Linked DNA regions of Ovis aries: region 2 is linked to region 1. Evidence: chromatin contacts called from public Hi-C data. All regions are on one chromosome and are shown on one strand. The core of a region is the stretch at or near the end of the contact, and the rest is flanking DNA. Distances in the headings are between cores, read along the strand shown.

What was found. Hi-C and Micro-C count contacts between places; a contact is called where the count stands out from the background.
Region 2: a contact with region 1 is called in a Hi-C map of hypothalamus, with 2.9 times the contacts expected there. The contact joins the enhancer-like site here to the promoter of GARIN4 in region 1. A contact is called at or near these places in 8 of 16 Hi-C or Micro-C datasets (blood, hypothalamus, liver and 2 more).

The regions. Positions count from the first base shown.
Region 1 is chr12:70,392,139-70,399,844 of ARS-UI_Ramb_v3.0, reverse strand. It overlaps GARIN4 (golgi associated RAB2 interactor family member 4), which reads left to right and starts at 2,813. Exons shown (of 1, transcript XM_027980229.3): 1 at 2,813-7,344. The coding sequence starts at 5,477. The coding sequence ends at 7,234.
Region 2 is chr12:70,569,770-70,577,475 of ARS-UI_Ramb_v3.0, reverse strand. LOC132657478 (a long non-coding RNA gene) reads right to left here. Exons shown (of 5, transcript XR_009595754.1): 3 at 6,505-6,588; 4 at 5,588-6,237; 5 at 1-717. Among named protein-coding and RNA genes, the nearest start is that of NENF, 41 kb to the left of the region's middle. Within about 2 kb of position 4,110, at least 8 of the 54 cell types and tissues checked have an H3K27ac peak or open chromatin away from gene starts, as enhancers often do. A contact at or near this core is called in liver, where this site is marked.

The sequences.
Region 1 (7,706 bases), core at 1,564-4,063:
TCTGGGGTGCCACTTGGTGGGCTTTTTGACTTTCAATCCTATTCCTCAATTTCTGGCTTTTAATGCTCAATCTCTCATTGACAAACACTAGGACACAGCAGCAAGTATATCCTTTAGACTTTGGATACTAGGATAGAAATTTTATATAAAATCTGAATACCTGAACTTCCTGTTTCTCTATATTCAAAGGCCTAAAATGTACACCTGTTGTTCAACCTGAACCTTACAATCTGTGGTAGAACTCTTTGTGAAGGCTTCACTCGAATTACATTTCTTGTAATGTCCAAATATGTGTCTCACTGTTGCAAATAAGCATTTCAAATTTTGGAAAAGGACGGTGGGGAGGAAGAGAGAATATAATTTCAGACAGGATTAGTTCAGTTCAGTCACTCAGTCGTGTCCGACTTTTTGCAACCCCATGAATCGCAGCATGCCAGGCCTCCCTGTCCATCACCAACTCCTGAAGTTCACTCAGACTCACGTCCATCGAGTCCGTGATGCCATCCAGCCATCTCATCCTGGGTCGTCCCCTTCTCCTCCTGCCCCCAATCCCTCTCAGCATCACAGTCTTTTCCAGTGAGTCAACTCTTCGCATGAGGTGGCCAAAGTATTGGAGTTTCAGCTTTAGCATCATTCCTTCCAAAGAAATCCCAGGGCTGATCTCCTTCAGAATGGACTGGTTGGATCTCTTTGCTGTCCAAGGGACTCTCAAGAGTCTTCTGATAGGTGTGATAATTCAGAGGAAATAGTCCACCTAATTTTCTGGAATCTCTGGAGCATGTGATTCCTTTAGGTCTCCAACAGAATCACGGTGCCTTGCTCTTGCCCTGTGCACACACCCGACACTCACAGGCTGGCAATAAAAATTGGCTCCTCTGTCATCAGTGCCGTTTTACAGAGCGATCCTGACTTTGTTGACTGTTCATACATGTGGATGGAGCCTGCTTCTTTGAACCCATGTTTGTTTTCTTTAAACTATCACCTGAGACACAGGTATCCTAATTTTGCTGTTTTAGCTACATCTCAGGGGCAGCTCCTAATCTGTACAGAGCATCTGGTGGAAGTACCATTCACTGTTTCTTTCAGGAGGTAGTCTGTTTTCTTTATCTTGCTGGAGGAGGAAGAATTTCCTTGCATTAACCTTCTGCTTGTGCCACCAATCAGCCGTTAGGAAACTCAAGACAGTTTTAAAGCTGCCACGGACAGCAATGAATTAGAGCGGAAGGAAGGGGGAGGCGGCTGTTGCAAGAAAAAGTGATCTGAGAAGCGCACTGTAAATCATCAGTGGAACTGTAAGTTCTTTGAACAAATGCATTAAAAATAGTTTTGTTGTCTGTCACCAAGTTTATGTTTCCACTTAAAAAAAAAGGGTTAATATGTATTTACCATCAAGTTGCTTAGTTCATCTTGTTTCACACTCAGCAGCTAGGGGAGGTGAGGGTTCTGAGAGGATAAATTGGGATGGGACCTCTGCTGGAGTCAGACGCCTGGTTAACAAGGCCGTTTCCTTGGGCCGTCACCTGCAGGGGTGGTAATGTCACACTGGCCAGGCATGGAGAGCCCACCCTGCCCCGTCTCTTGCCCTCATCCTGTCCCCATGTCTTTCCCTGAGATCTGGCCTGACACTTGCTTCCGAGTATAAGAGCCATAAGGGGTCTGGCCCAGGACAGGGTTTCTGGGATCAAAGTTTCCACTTTCTGCCAGAAGCTAAAATGCCAACTGTTTTCCATCTTTATCCTAATTTCTCCCACAGGCTTTGAATAAACCTGAAATCCAAACTCACAGTAAGCTTTTCCTGTCTTCTGCATCCCATGCTCTTTGGTGGGGTTTAAGCAGTTTCTCAGTGGAGTAGTGTTTTCATGGATTTGCCAGAGGAAAAACCTCCGAGGAGGCCAGCTTTGCCCAGTGAGGATCCTTCTCAGTTCTCACCATGGCTCTAAACACAGAATCTTGTCTGTCTTACCGAAACCTGCTGTCAGGAAGGAATTCACACTGAGGCTTAAAGGGCCAGCTGAGACTGATGTTAATAATAGCTGACATTTACTGAGAAATGCTACTCAATACTTTACATTATCTCATTTAATCCTCACAGCAACTATTATCCCCATTTTACAGATGAGGAAGTGGAGAGTTAAGTAGTGTGCCCAAGATCACACAGGTGACCTTTCTAAAGCTGAAAGCTATGTTTTTTAACTATAAAGCTTCTGATCGGAAGTGTGTGTGTGTATGTGGTAAAATACACATGAAATTCACAACTGCAATTTTAAAGTGTACAGTTCAGTGGCATTCACAATACCATGTAACCATCACCACTATCAAGCTCCAGAACTTTTCATCACCCCCCAAAAAATATCCAATACTTCTCATTCTCCCCTCTTTCCAGCCCTAGGGAACCGCTGACCTAGTATCTGTCTCTATGGATTTCTCTTTCCTGGATATCTCGTAGAAATAGAATCATTATAATACGTGATCTCTTTCACTGAGAGATCCATGTCTCTTTCAATGTTCATCCATGTCATAAAATGTATCAGTACTTCATTCCTTTCTTTGGCTGAATAGTATTCCACAGCATAGATAGACTACATTTTGTTTATCCAATCATCTGTTGATGGGCATCTGTGTGTATTTTAATGGAAAGATAGCCCTTATCCTCAAGGTATGACTCCCTAAGGTGGGAGTTCAGGCATTGTATCAAACTTCGGATAAGAGAGATGGGAGCAGGGTCCTTTCTCAGAACTTTCAAGTCACAGTTTAGAAATCACTTATTCTGTGATTAGCTCTGTGAGAATGGCAGTGAGACAGAGTGTCTAATAGTACATGTTCCCTGTAGGTGTCAAGGCTTCCAAACCATTTCTGCCCAGTAGAGAGATATTACCCTCCAGGAGGGCACCTAGCAGACTCTTGAAACTGGAGCTTACATTTCAGTCTACCCATCCCCCAATTCACCATGGGAGGACATGTGCTGAGAGCGAAGAGGTAGGTTTCCATGCAGGAGCTCTTTGCACAAGCATAAAGAAGAAGGGCAATGCCAAAGAATGTTCAGATTCCTGCACAATTGCACTCATCTCACAGGCTAGCAAAGTAATGCTCAAAATTCTCCAAGCCAGGCTTCAACAGTACTTGAACCGTGAACTTCCTGATGTTCAAGCTGGATTTAGAAAAGGCAGAGGAACCAGAGATCAAATTGCCAACATCCTTTGGATCATCAAAAAAGCAAGAGAGTTCCAGAAAAACACCTACTTCTGCTTTATTGATTACGCCAAAACCCGTAACTGTGTAGATCACAACAAACTGTGGAAAATTTTTCAAGAGATGGGAATTCCAGACCACCGTACCTGCCTCCTGAGAAATCTGTATGCAGGTCAAGAAGCAACAGTTAGAATTGGACATGGAACAACAGACTGGTTCCAAATCGGGAAAGAAGTACATTATGCTGTATATTGTCACCCTGCTTATTGACTTATATGCAGAGTACATCATGTGAAATTCTGGGCTGGATGGAGCACAGACTGGAATCAAGATTGCTGGGAGAAATATCAATAACCTCAGATATGCAGATAACACCACTCTTATGGCAGAAAGTGAAGAGGAACTAAAGAGCCTCTTGATAAAAGTGAAAGAGGAGGGTGAAAAATCTGGCTTAAAACTCAACATTCAAATAACTAAGGTCACGGCATCTGGTCCCATCAGTTCATGGCAAGTAAATGGGGAAACCATGGAAACAGTGACAGGCTTTATATTCTTGGGCTCCAATATCACTGCAGAGGGGGACTGCAGCCATGAAATTAAAAGACACTTGCTCCTTGGAAGAAAAGCTATGACCAAGCTAGACAGTATGTTAAAAAGCAGGGACATTGCCTAAAAAGGTCCGTCTAGTCAAAGCTATGGTTTTTCCAGTAGTCATGTATGGGTATGAGAGTTGGACTATAAAGAAAGCTGAGTGCTGAAGAATTGATGCTTTTGACCTGTGGTGTGGAAAAGACTCTTGAGAGTCCCTTAGCCTTCAAGGAGATCAAACCGGTCAATTCTCAAGGAAATCAGTCCTGAATATTCATTGGAAGGTCTGATGTTGAAGCTGAAAACTCAATACTTTGGCCACTTGATGTGAAGAACTGACTCACTGGAAAAGACCCTGATGCTGGGAAAGATTGAAGGCAGGAGGATAAGGGGATGACAGAGGATGAGATGGTTGGATGGCATCATTGACTCTATGGGCATGAGTTTGAGTAAGCTCTGGGAGTTGGTGATGGATAGGGAAGCCTGGCGTGCTGCAGTCCATGGGGTCGCAAAGAGTCAGAAACGACTAAGTGACTGAACTGAAAGTGGGGAGGATCTGAGGCGATCTCTCAGGTAATTCAATCCCCAAACCAGCCCATGTGATGCCTTGGGTTCTCTCCATAATATATATACACACATAGAATTATGCAAATTCTAAAAACAGGTCTTCTCGTAAAGGTAGTTAAATCAGTCCAGTGTGAATACTTTTGGTGGGCCCAAGCATTGTTTGTGAGGCTAAGTACTATAGCATTCAGAACAAAGATTCTAAGCAACATTTAGAATCAGGTAGACCTGCATTCAAATACTGCCTCTGCTACCAGCAGATCTAAGAGATGGCACCTCAGTTTTTTTACCTGTGAGCTGGGAACAGTAGCAACAGTACCAAACTCAATGGACTCTCACGAGCATACGTGAAGAATGCTGCATGGGCTTGGAGAAGCAATTTTTAACGTTATTATTAAAATCACCATCAACATTTACTGAGATTTTATAAATGGACAGACTAAGGACTGAGACTGCCAGTTCTACATTGTTCGATACAATTAAACCATGAGCTCGAATGCCTCAAGTGCATCCCATCCTCTGACATTCCTATAGGCTTCATCCAGTTGCCGAATTTGGGGGAGGGTAAAAGAGAACCAGACAAAACTTTCCCATTTGTAGACATTTTTATTTTGGTACATGCCTGAGTCCCTGGCAGGGTGGACCTGTCCTCTATGCAGGGCAATGGGGTGGCCCTGCCTGGAGGGGGTGGCTGAGGGATGGGACAAAGGCATATGAGACAGTGACAGGTCACAAAGGACAGCCTGGATAAATATGGCTGCACAGGGGGTTTAGGCTGAGAAAGCGGTCACTTCTTTCACTAGGACTGCAGTTTCACAGCCTCTCGCAGAGACAGAAAGCCAGAAGCAGAAGCGAGGTGAGGCTGAGTGGGGCCTACCATACCTCTGCAACACACTTGAAGAGACTCAGCCTGGGGTCCAGGCGCCCTGCAGCATCCTCACGGCGATTACCCACACCCTTACCCCCACTCCTGCCTCTGGGAGGCTCTGTGGGGTGTGGTGGGGTTGGGGGACCTGCCGTGGAGCCGCCTGCGTGACACAGGAGACCGCGGCTCCCTCTTCTGCCAAGGAGGCCAAGGAAAGGAAGACCCAGGGGCCCGTCTCGCCAGAGCAGCTTGTCGTGATCACAGCCAGCCATGAGCCGGGAGTCTCTGCTACCGTATCACACGGCCCAGAGCGGCGCCGGAGCAGGCCTGTTCAACACCACCATGGGCAAACTGCAGCGGCAACTGCACAAGGGTGAGTACGACATATTCAAGTATGCCCCAATCTTCGAGAGCGACTTTATCCAAATCACCAAGAGGGGAGAAGTGATCGACGTGCACAACCGCGTCCGCATGGTGACCGTGGGCATTGCATCCACCAGCCCCCTCCTCCCCCTCCCAGACGTCATGCTACTGGCCCGGCCGGCCACCGGCTGCGACGACCACGCAGGCCGTGGGCAGACCACCAAGGCCAAGAGCCGCAAGGCTGCAAAGACCTTAGAGCTCACCAGGCTCCTTCCCTTGAAGTTTGTGAGGATCTCCATTCACGACCGCGAGAAACAACAGCTGCGCCTGAAGTTCGCCACCGGCCGCTCCTGCTACCTGCATCTGTGCCCCCCGCTGGACTCGCGGGAAGACCTCTTCGCTTACTGGGAGAAGCTCATCTACCTCCTGCGGCCGCCAGTGGACAGTCAGAGCAGCACCTATGCCATTCCAGCCGGGGACATGATCTGCATGCCCATGTTCGAGGAGGACAGGAGGAGCCCAGCGGCCATGGATTTCCAAGGCCGGGGCGATCAGGACCAGGTAAGCGTCAGGAGCCTCCATGTGGGCTCCGAGGTGTCCGGGGCCACCTCTGCAGCTTTTGCCGGCGGGGAGGGCCTCCCACTGGACTTCTACAGTCCCGATCCTATGCCCGACGGGACCATGGCAAACACCAAACCCAGGGAGCTTGATGAAGAGTCAGCAGCGGGGGCGATGATGCAGGTGGCCGCAGCAGACGCCACAGAGGGCGATCTGAACGTGACCAAGTCCCATGCCTCTGAAGAGCAGAGCACGGCCATTGAAGTCACCGTCACCAAGGGCCCAGAAGGAAGCAAAAGCAATATAGCCATGGCAGGTGCTGCCAAAACCTCCCTGAGGACCAGGAAAACGGCCTTGGCTCATGGCGCCAAAAACTTGAAGTACCCTTCCAGCACATCCACCAGCCTCTCCCCAGAAGCCAGCATGACTGTGTTTGGAGCGGAGGCCACCAGGAAGACCGCCAAAGGAAAAGCCAATCAGGAGGATGAGGGGACCCTCATCTCAGCCTTGCCGCAGGAAGACCAAGAGAGTGAACAGGAAGAGAGGCCCCGGAGAGTGTCCCAGGCCCGCAGGGGAAGAAGGGAGAGGAGGGAACGCCGGGAGAAGGAGCGCGCTCTCAGGGGCTCGCGTCCCCGCGGGTCAGCCGAAGGCCGCCACAAGACCGTGGGGGACAAGGCAATCCGGAAGACAGCCGGCCGGTCCTCAGGTGGCCGGAGAGCCACGAGGGATGACAAAAAGGAGAAAGGCCACGGCAGCCCGGGGGACAGCAAGCGGGGCACTGTGCACAAAGGCGTCAGCCACGCTCCCATCACCAAGGAGTCCAGGACCTCGCACAAATCAGCCAGGAGCTTGTCTACCGGGAGTTCACTTTCCACCAACAAGAGACTCAGCAGGATCAGCTCTTTCTTGAGGAATGTCCGAGCCAATCTCACTACGAAGACAGTGGCCTTGTCACACAATAAAGACGTGGACATCTTGGCGAAGGCGGTGGAAAGGAAAAGAATGGAGGCCATCATGGAGACGGCAGAGAGTGGCCAGGGGCTGGAAATCGTTGGGAGTGTGACATCTGAGGCCACGGAGACAGTGACCGTTGCAGCTCATCAATAGGACCCAGAGCTGGAAGCTGCAAAGGGGACCAGAGCTCAGGGAAATATCCCTGGCGAGTGTATGCCAGCTTCCTTACTGCAGGTTAAATAAAAGAACCATACAACCTGAAAGTGGCCTGCAGCGTTCTCTCTGCATTTCCAGGTCCCGAAGCCCAACTATGACGTCACAGTGGATTCTGTGATGTCAGCTGAGCCGGAGCCTGAGACTGGTCCACTCGAGGACAGCCCCACCTCACACACATGCCCAGTGCCAACAGCGGTGCCCCGTCCAGCCTCCATTTCTTTCTGGCTTTGCTGCTCAGGGCCGTGGCTGGAAGTCAGACTGTGGCCTGGGAAACTCTTCTTCACTGTCTCCCTATCCTTTCTATAAATGTTTATTACCCCTGCAGGTCTGTAAACAAATTGAGAACAGAACTCCCATGCCCCCTGGCTGTTCAGTGCACAGAAATAAGGTGCAGCAGTGTTTGCTGGCA
Region 2 (7,706 bases), core at 2,861-5,360, 180 kb before region 1:
ATGCATTCTCTCACTGTTCTGGAAGCCAGAAGTCCAAAGTCATGGTGTCCCCGGGGCCACATCCTCCTCCGAGGTTCTAGAGGAGAATCATTCCTCGCTTGTCTTGCTTCTGGTGGCAGCTGGCATTCCTTGGCTGTAGCCGCAACATGGCACTCTCTGCCTGTCTCACAGGACCTTCTCTCTCCTTGTCTTGCCTCCCCCTCATAAGGACATTTGTCCTACTTGTTGGTTAATCTTCTCTTTGAAGATTCTTAACTACATCTACAAAGATGTTTCTTTGAAATAATGTAACCTTCACAGGTTCCAGGGATTAGAGTGTAGCAATATATTAGGGGGCTGCCACTCAAGTCACTACAGTTCAGTGTGGAGTGAAGTGGGGGTCCCCAAACCTGGCTGATCTCCAAAATCTGCCTGTGAGTGGGACTTGGAAAAATGCCTCAGTGTGGGCTTCCTTGGTGATTGAGATTCAGGAGGTTTGGGACATTGCCTGGCCATCAGTCAGGACTGGAGAGGCTACACTACAGTAACAAACACCCCCAACTTCTCAGTGGCTTGATGCAACAAACGTCTCTTTCGTGTTTACTCCGAAAGGTCACCTGGAGTTATTTGGGCCTCCTCTCTGAGTGGTCCTCCTCTCTGAGTGATCCTCCTCTCTGAGTAGTCCTCACGCCAGATCCAGGCTGATGGAGTGGCTACCATCTGGAAAGCTGCTGGCTCCTGTGACAGAAGGGGGAAGCGTGGTGAATTAGGAACTGGATTTTAATGCCATTTCCACCCAGAAGTGATGCTCATGACTTCTGCCCCCATTTTCACCAGTGTCTCTATTTTCAGAAAGCACTGCGTGTTTGGGAAGCCTGAGGCCAAAGAGCTGCAGGGGGACATCCGGTGATGTCCTAAATGGTGCTAAAGCATCCCTTCTAACTGCCCTTCTCTCCCCCGAGGGTCAAGGCCCCAAGGCAGAGCGTCCCATGGGCCGAGTCTGGGTCATACCGGGCCTGGAGGACTGTCTGCCCCGCACCAAGGCCACTTGCTGGACTAGCTACCCGAGAAGAGGGCTCAAGGTGGGCAGGCAAAATTCAGCAGGCGGCATCCACTGAGGTCCTCCTAGTCCCTCTCCAGGGCGAGCTAGTTCTGGAAGGCATTCAGGAGTTCACCTGACTCTACAGGAGCCCCTTCACTCTATTTTCTTTTTTTTTTTTTTCAGGAAAGGGGAGTGCTTAAGAGAGGGAGATGCACCATTCCCCTGATCAGCTCTGCTCTGGGCTCCCAGAGGCCGCCAGTGTCCACCTGGCAGAGCCGGGGCGACGGGTTTGGACGTGGTGGCCCCTCTGTTCACCCAGGAAGGAGCTGGCCGGGGGCAAGAAGCGGGAAGTGGAACCACCCCAGCTCCATCCTGTGCCTTCCCAGAACAGGCGGCAGGAGGGCAAGTCAGGATCTGGGTGAAAACCAGGTGTGCAGAAATCTATGTTGGGCTCGGAACTGTCGTGTGAACTGGCTTCGCCGTTTGTCACCAGCATTGTCTGCCTCTCCGATGATTCTGACAGCACTCTGACGCTTCAGGAAACCGAGCCCATTCTTAGAGCAGTCTTTTGTCACAGCCCAGGGCCATGGAGACTCCTGGAGTGCAGGCAGAGGGGCTGGGAAGGACACGTCTGCCCTGCTCAGGGGGAGAGGAGCTCCGGATGCGGGAGAAGGACAGTAGCGCGGGAGAAAGACCGTGTTTCCTAACACAGGGGTCCTCAACCTGCCTGTACAGCCCCAGGGCGCCCTTGGGTGCATGGGCCTGAGTGGAGGACCACCAGTCACAACCAGGGCACCCTGTTAAGTCTGAACATCAGACAAACAAACGAAAAAAAATTTTTTTAGTATAAGTATGCCCCATGCAATATTTGGGATATACTTAACCTTTTGAAGTTATTTATTTTTCCGAAATTCAATCTTAACTGTATACCTGTCATTTCTATTTGTTAGACCTGGAAACGTTATTTGGGTGTCCTGCTTTGCTTTTATTTTGGGGGGCTTGTGTTAGATTTTATTTTTTTGGAATCAAAGTATTCAATGCTAAAAAATAAGTTTAGAAAGCCACAGCTAACTCTTTAAATTTTTTTCCACATCATTAAACTAAGCTGTAATGAATGTTTAATGCATTCTTTCACCCCAGACATATTTCATGGAGAGTTTTGCAAACTCTGGTACAGTCAGTGGGGACAACATGAGGTGAATAAGACAGAGCTGTGCTCTCAAGTTATTGAGAGAGAGCGTCAACCACTGACCACCTGAGGTTGGAAGTGCAGGACATGGAGAGGGAGTTAGCACCACAGGGACCATGGCAGAGCAGTGAAGAATAATGAGACACAGTAAAGGGATGCTTATTAAAGAGCAGAAATGGTACTTTGCCAACAAAGGCCCATCTAGTCAAAGCTATGGTTTTTCCAGTAGTCACGTATGGATATGAGTGTTAGACCATAAAGAAAGCTGAGCACTGAAGATCTGATGCTTTTGAATGGTGGTGTTGGAGAAGACTCTTGAGAGTCCCTTGGACTGCAAGGAGATCCACCCAGTTCATCCTAAAGGAGATCAGTCCTGGTTCTTCATTGGAAGGACTGATGCTGAAGCTGAAGCTCCAGTACTTTGGCCACCTCATGCGAAGAACTGACTCATTAGAAAAGACCCTGATGCTGGGAGGGATTGAAGGTGGGACGAGAAGGGGACGACAGAGGATGAGATAGTTGTATAGCCTCACCGACTCAGTGGACATGAGTTTGAGCAAGCTCCGGGAGTTGGTGATGGACAGGGAAGCCTGGCGGGCCGCAGTCCATGGGGTTGCAAAGAGTCGAACATGACTGAGGGACTGAACTGAACTGAAAGGGATGCTAATCAGGCATTGCCACAGGTCATGGTCCAAACTGACCAGCATCATGTTGGGAAAACCCTGATCCTCTTGGACTTTCCTTCCTTTTCCTCTAACTTATGGAGAAGGCAATGGCACCCCACTCCAGTACTCTTGCCTGGAAAATCCCATGGGTGGAGGAGCCTGGTGGGCTGCAGTCCATGGGGTTGCTAAGAGTCGGACACGACTGAGCGTCTTCACTTTAAATTTTCACTTTCATGCATTGGAGAAGGAAATGGCAACCCACTCCAATGTTCTTGCCTGGAGAATCCCAGGGAAGGGGGAGCCTGGTGGGCTGCCGTCTATAGGGTCACACAGAGTCGGACACGACTGCAGTGACTCAGCAGCATGGTTTAATAATGACTCGGTTAGGACTGATGAAATACTCAAGCAACCACTTTCTGTTTGGTTGACTTAAAAGGATGACATTGGCAAGCCATTTCCTTGGGGAGGTGCTTTCAGGATCTCACACCAGGGTCTGACCCAGGATCCTGCTAGTTTGGGCAGGCACCACCTTCACTGTGTTCTTGAGACTCCCGTCCAACCTTGACCGGTACCAGGAATGCGGCTGAGGGAAATGAAATTCTGAAGGAGGAGGACTGTTCAAAGGGCAAAATGCTCTCTACCTTATTAACTCTCAAGTAAACACCTTAGCTCCACGTGTTGATGAGTAAGCCGGGAGGGACCCAGGTCTGGGAAGGCAGAGTGGCTTTCTATTGCCTAAGGAGACAGCAAGGCCGAGGTGAGAGTTCTCTGTTATTATAGACAGTGTTGTCATTAAAAAAAAAATCATTAGAGGAAACTGTTTTCTTTCCAGAAGAGTCTGTCTTCTGGGAACCGGGTACCCAAAGGTAGGTGTCAGGCGGGCTCCTGGAGGATGGGCCAGGGGTCAGGAGACTCAGCCTTGGAGTCTGGTCACACTTGGCGATGACGGCGTGAAGTCCCCAGCATGTGACCCCACATGTGGGCTGGCATGTGACACCCCCAGCAGTGTGGCCCGTGGAAACGAGGCTCAGAGGCGGTTTTGTGTGAGTCTAGAACAACCACACAGAGCTGAGGAGCAGCGAGCCGCCCGCAGGCCTGTGGAAAGCAAGACGACCATTGTCTCCTGTTCCCACGGGAGCCAGAAATAGAACTCTGCCCTTTGGCCTTAGGGGCTGAGGCCACTGCCGGGCGTGGGTGTCCCAACCACAGGGCCCTCTGTTCCTCTCTCCCCACCATTCCTCTAGCCTGCCCTTCCTCGCCCGTGACCTTTGCCCCAGACTGCGGACGCTGTGCTCAGCCCCACTGCTGGGCATCTCCAACCTGGCACTTTGGGGGGTGGAGGGCAGGTGTGGTCCCAGCTGCAGGGAAGAACAGGGCAACCCCTTCCTCATGGGTCTTAGCTGCCACCCAGAGCCCGGACCTGGGGCTATTCAGAAACCTTTCACCTCTTCCTGGAAGTGATGGTTCCAGGGTCTTTATGACTTAATTCCCTGAGACTCACAGTCAGACGTGCATTTTGCACTGCACCCCATGCACGCCCTGTGTCCTGGTCTCTTCCACTCGTGGGCCGGGTCCGTGGCTGCTGGCCCTCAGGCTTTGCTGGGTCCAGCTGGTGGACTGCCTAGCAGGAGCTGGGGAAGAGGCAGGGCAGTGACGCTAAGTATTCATTCCCTATCGACTGCCGCAGGCCAGCTGGCCTTCTCCCTGGGTCAGTGACCGCAGCTCCTGTCTGAGCCTTTACCACACCGCTCTCTCTGTCTCCAAGTCCTGGAACCACCTCTGCCTTCAAGTCTGAGGGTGATAACCAAGCCCCACAACTCTTAGATCTGGCCCTACATTAGCTTTTGTGACTTCCCTACATCCTACCCATGTCTTTATAAATTGTTCCTTTATTAAATGCCCACAAGTGACCCAGTCAGATGTGCCATCTTCCTGCTGCTGTATCCCTGCAGCACATGTGTGCTCATACATACAACACACAAACACATAATATGCATTTAGTAACACTCACCCTGACTCCCCGTGGGGCATCCTGATACATGTGACCCGATTCTGGCTAATTATTAAGGATGCTCACCTCACCCACTCAATTCATTCCATGACTCATTTATGGTCTTGCTCCCCAGTTTGGAAAGCCTTGCGTAGGGCCAGCCTGGGGGAGGCAGCTGTCAGCTGGCCTGGCTGTGGCACCTGGCAGAGGTCAGCGTGGAATATGCCAAGGAAGAGGGGGGCCGTCAGATGACTCTGCAGAGTGGGTGTCTTATGGGACTCCCCGGGGGGAAGGCTGCATGCCTCTTGGGTAGTAGTTCCTTTCTGTGGTCATCCCATTCCAAGGGCTGAATTTCCACTTTGTAAGCTAGAAATCTGTGCTGGTGAGACATTGTGAGGTGACGGGGCTCAGGGCTGACCTGCGTGCCATGGCGAGCATAAATAAATACAACCGAATGATTCAGCCACTCCCAGTGAGGACACAACCATCCAGGGGGGCCCGAGAGCCATGTTCACCCATCGACACCTTTTCTCTGGAGGGAAATTCTATCCAGAAGGCCAGGCTGTCATCAGAAGGCTCCTGGCCAGCACGGCCTCAGAGAGAGGGCATTCTTCGAAGACCGGAGCGGGTCTGGGTGGCCAGAGCACCGTCTCTCTGGGGTGCCTGCCTCCTGGCTCCTCCTTTGTCCCCACATGCTTGCTGACCCATCCCCTCTGGCTCACCTGCTCACTTTCTTGCTGTTTCCTTCTAGGTCTAAGCTGGTGAAGCCGCTCATTCCAGTCCTTGGTGGGGGTGAATGGAGGTGGCTGCACCCACGGCTGCATGACGAGGGGGGCTGGTACCTGTTTTCAGGGAGTCGGGGTGCTTCCTCTGCCTCGCCCTCCAGGTGGTCCCGAGACGTGCGGCCAGCATCTGGCCGATCAGCAGTAGGAAAAATGCATGTTTCTTGATTCCTTTGTGGAAACTAGGAGGGTCTGGAGGACTTTGAAAGTGAAAGTGAAGTCACTCGGTCGTGACTGACTCTTTGCGACCCCATGGACTGCAGCCCACCAGGCTCCTTCGTCCATGGGATTCTCCAGGCAAGAATACTGCAGTGGGTTGCCATTGCCTTCTCCAGGGCATCTTCTCGACACGGATCGAACCTGGGTCTCCCGCACTGCAGGCAGACTCCTTACCACCTGAGCCACCAGGGGCTCCTTCCTAGAGGACTTCAAAGTCCTGGAGGACTTGAAGGTGTCTCATTTCTCTCCCCTATCAACCCATGAGCAAGAACCTGCTTCCCCACCTGGTACATAAGGAGACTGACGCATGGAGCAACCAGGCAACTTGGCTAAGGCTGTGATGCACATCAACTCCTAGGTGGCCCTCGAAGCTGTAAATACATGTGTGCTCTGTAAGAACAGGGAATGTGTCCCCAGCCCCACGAGCTCTCACCTCGGAGGGCAGGACTCTTCCTCATTCGGTAAATTCCCTCTCTCTACCCCTGCTAGTCATCGCGGTGCCCAAGGCAGGACTCAGCACGCCAGGGTGCCCAGTTACCCACGCTTGCTGACACATGCAGATGAGAGACCAGCCTCTTGCCAAAGCCAGAAGGCCAGAGGGTGCCTCAGACCACAGGGAGGTGACTCCGTGGACTCACCAGACCATGGTAGTGACTCAGCTGCCTGGCTGATGGACGGCACACCAACGTCAGACCTCGCTGTGGCCCTTCCCTTTTTTTCCCCTGGAACAATAACAAATCCGGGTTGTGTGGATTCGGTTGCCATAGGAACCAGAAAACATTTGCTAATGCAAGAGACTCTGGGACAGGTGGGCTGAGCGGGTCTGGATGAAAACAACCCTTTCCTGTCCCTTCACCTCGAACCCACCCCTGGGGAATCTCATCTGTTTGGAGCAGATTAGGTAAACAGGCAGCAGGGAGCTGCAGGGCCGCCTGGACCAACCAGGAAAGCGTCCAACCAGGAAGTCTGCGGCAGTCACAGGTCTGCCTGACCGTGAGGTCGAGCCTCAGTTCCTGCCGGGAAGAAATGGGATCTGGGACACCCCCTGCCTGCCGGAGAGACGGAGTGCCACGTGGCCTGCCCGCCTGCCACCCTGGCATACATGGGCCTGTCCCAGACAGGGAATAGGAAAGGGGAGACATAGGTCCCCTCTGCTCAGAGACCTCCCGGCCTGCGGACAGCAGGACATGCACCTGGAAGTCCTGCCAGGTCCCAGCCCGCATTATTCCTGGTTATTTCCAGGAATCACCAGGAAACAGCGAGTGAGGCTCGTGGGAAAGGGGCTTCCGTGGTGGGGGATGGGGTTCGGTAATGAGAACCAGAGTCCTGCGTCCCCGGCACACGGGGTCACGGTGACAGTGGGGGCAGGGGGCTGGGTGCCCCCCAGAGGCTCAGCCTCCCCGCCCTTCCTCTGTGCCCTTTTGTGCCCCACTTAGCATGGGGCACTGGCTCAGAAATCCTGCCCACAATGTCCCTCCCCCACCCCAAATTCAGCAGTATCCACATCCACCCCTCCTCACGTCTCCGACACTAAAACACCCGCATTATTCCAGGGTCAGTGACATTCTGCGTCCTCACCAATGACCCTCCTTCCTCCTGAGTCTCTCCCCAGGGCATCGCCTTTCCTGCCCCAGGGTCACCCCGCACATGACCGCTGTAGAAACCCCTAGAGGTTTTCTTCGTCCCATTTGGGCTTGGAGTCTGTGTTCCTCAGAGGCTTGACCTCTGCCCTAATTTCCAGCGTTTTCTGCCTCTTGTTGGCCGTCGCCCCGCAAAATTCAGACTCAAAATGGCTGAGACAGAACTCGAACCCTGCCCTCCCCACAGACCTTCCTATATT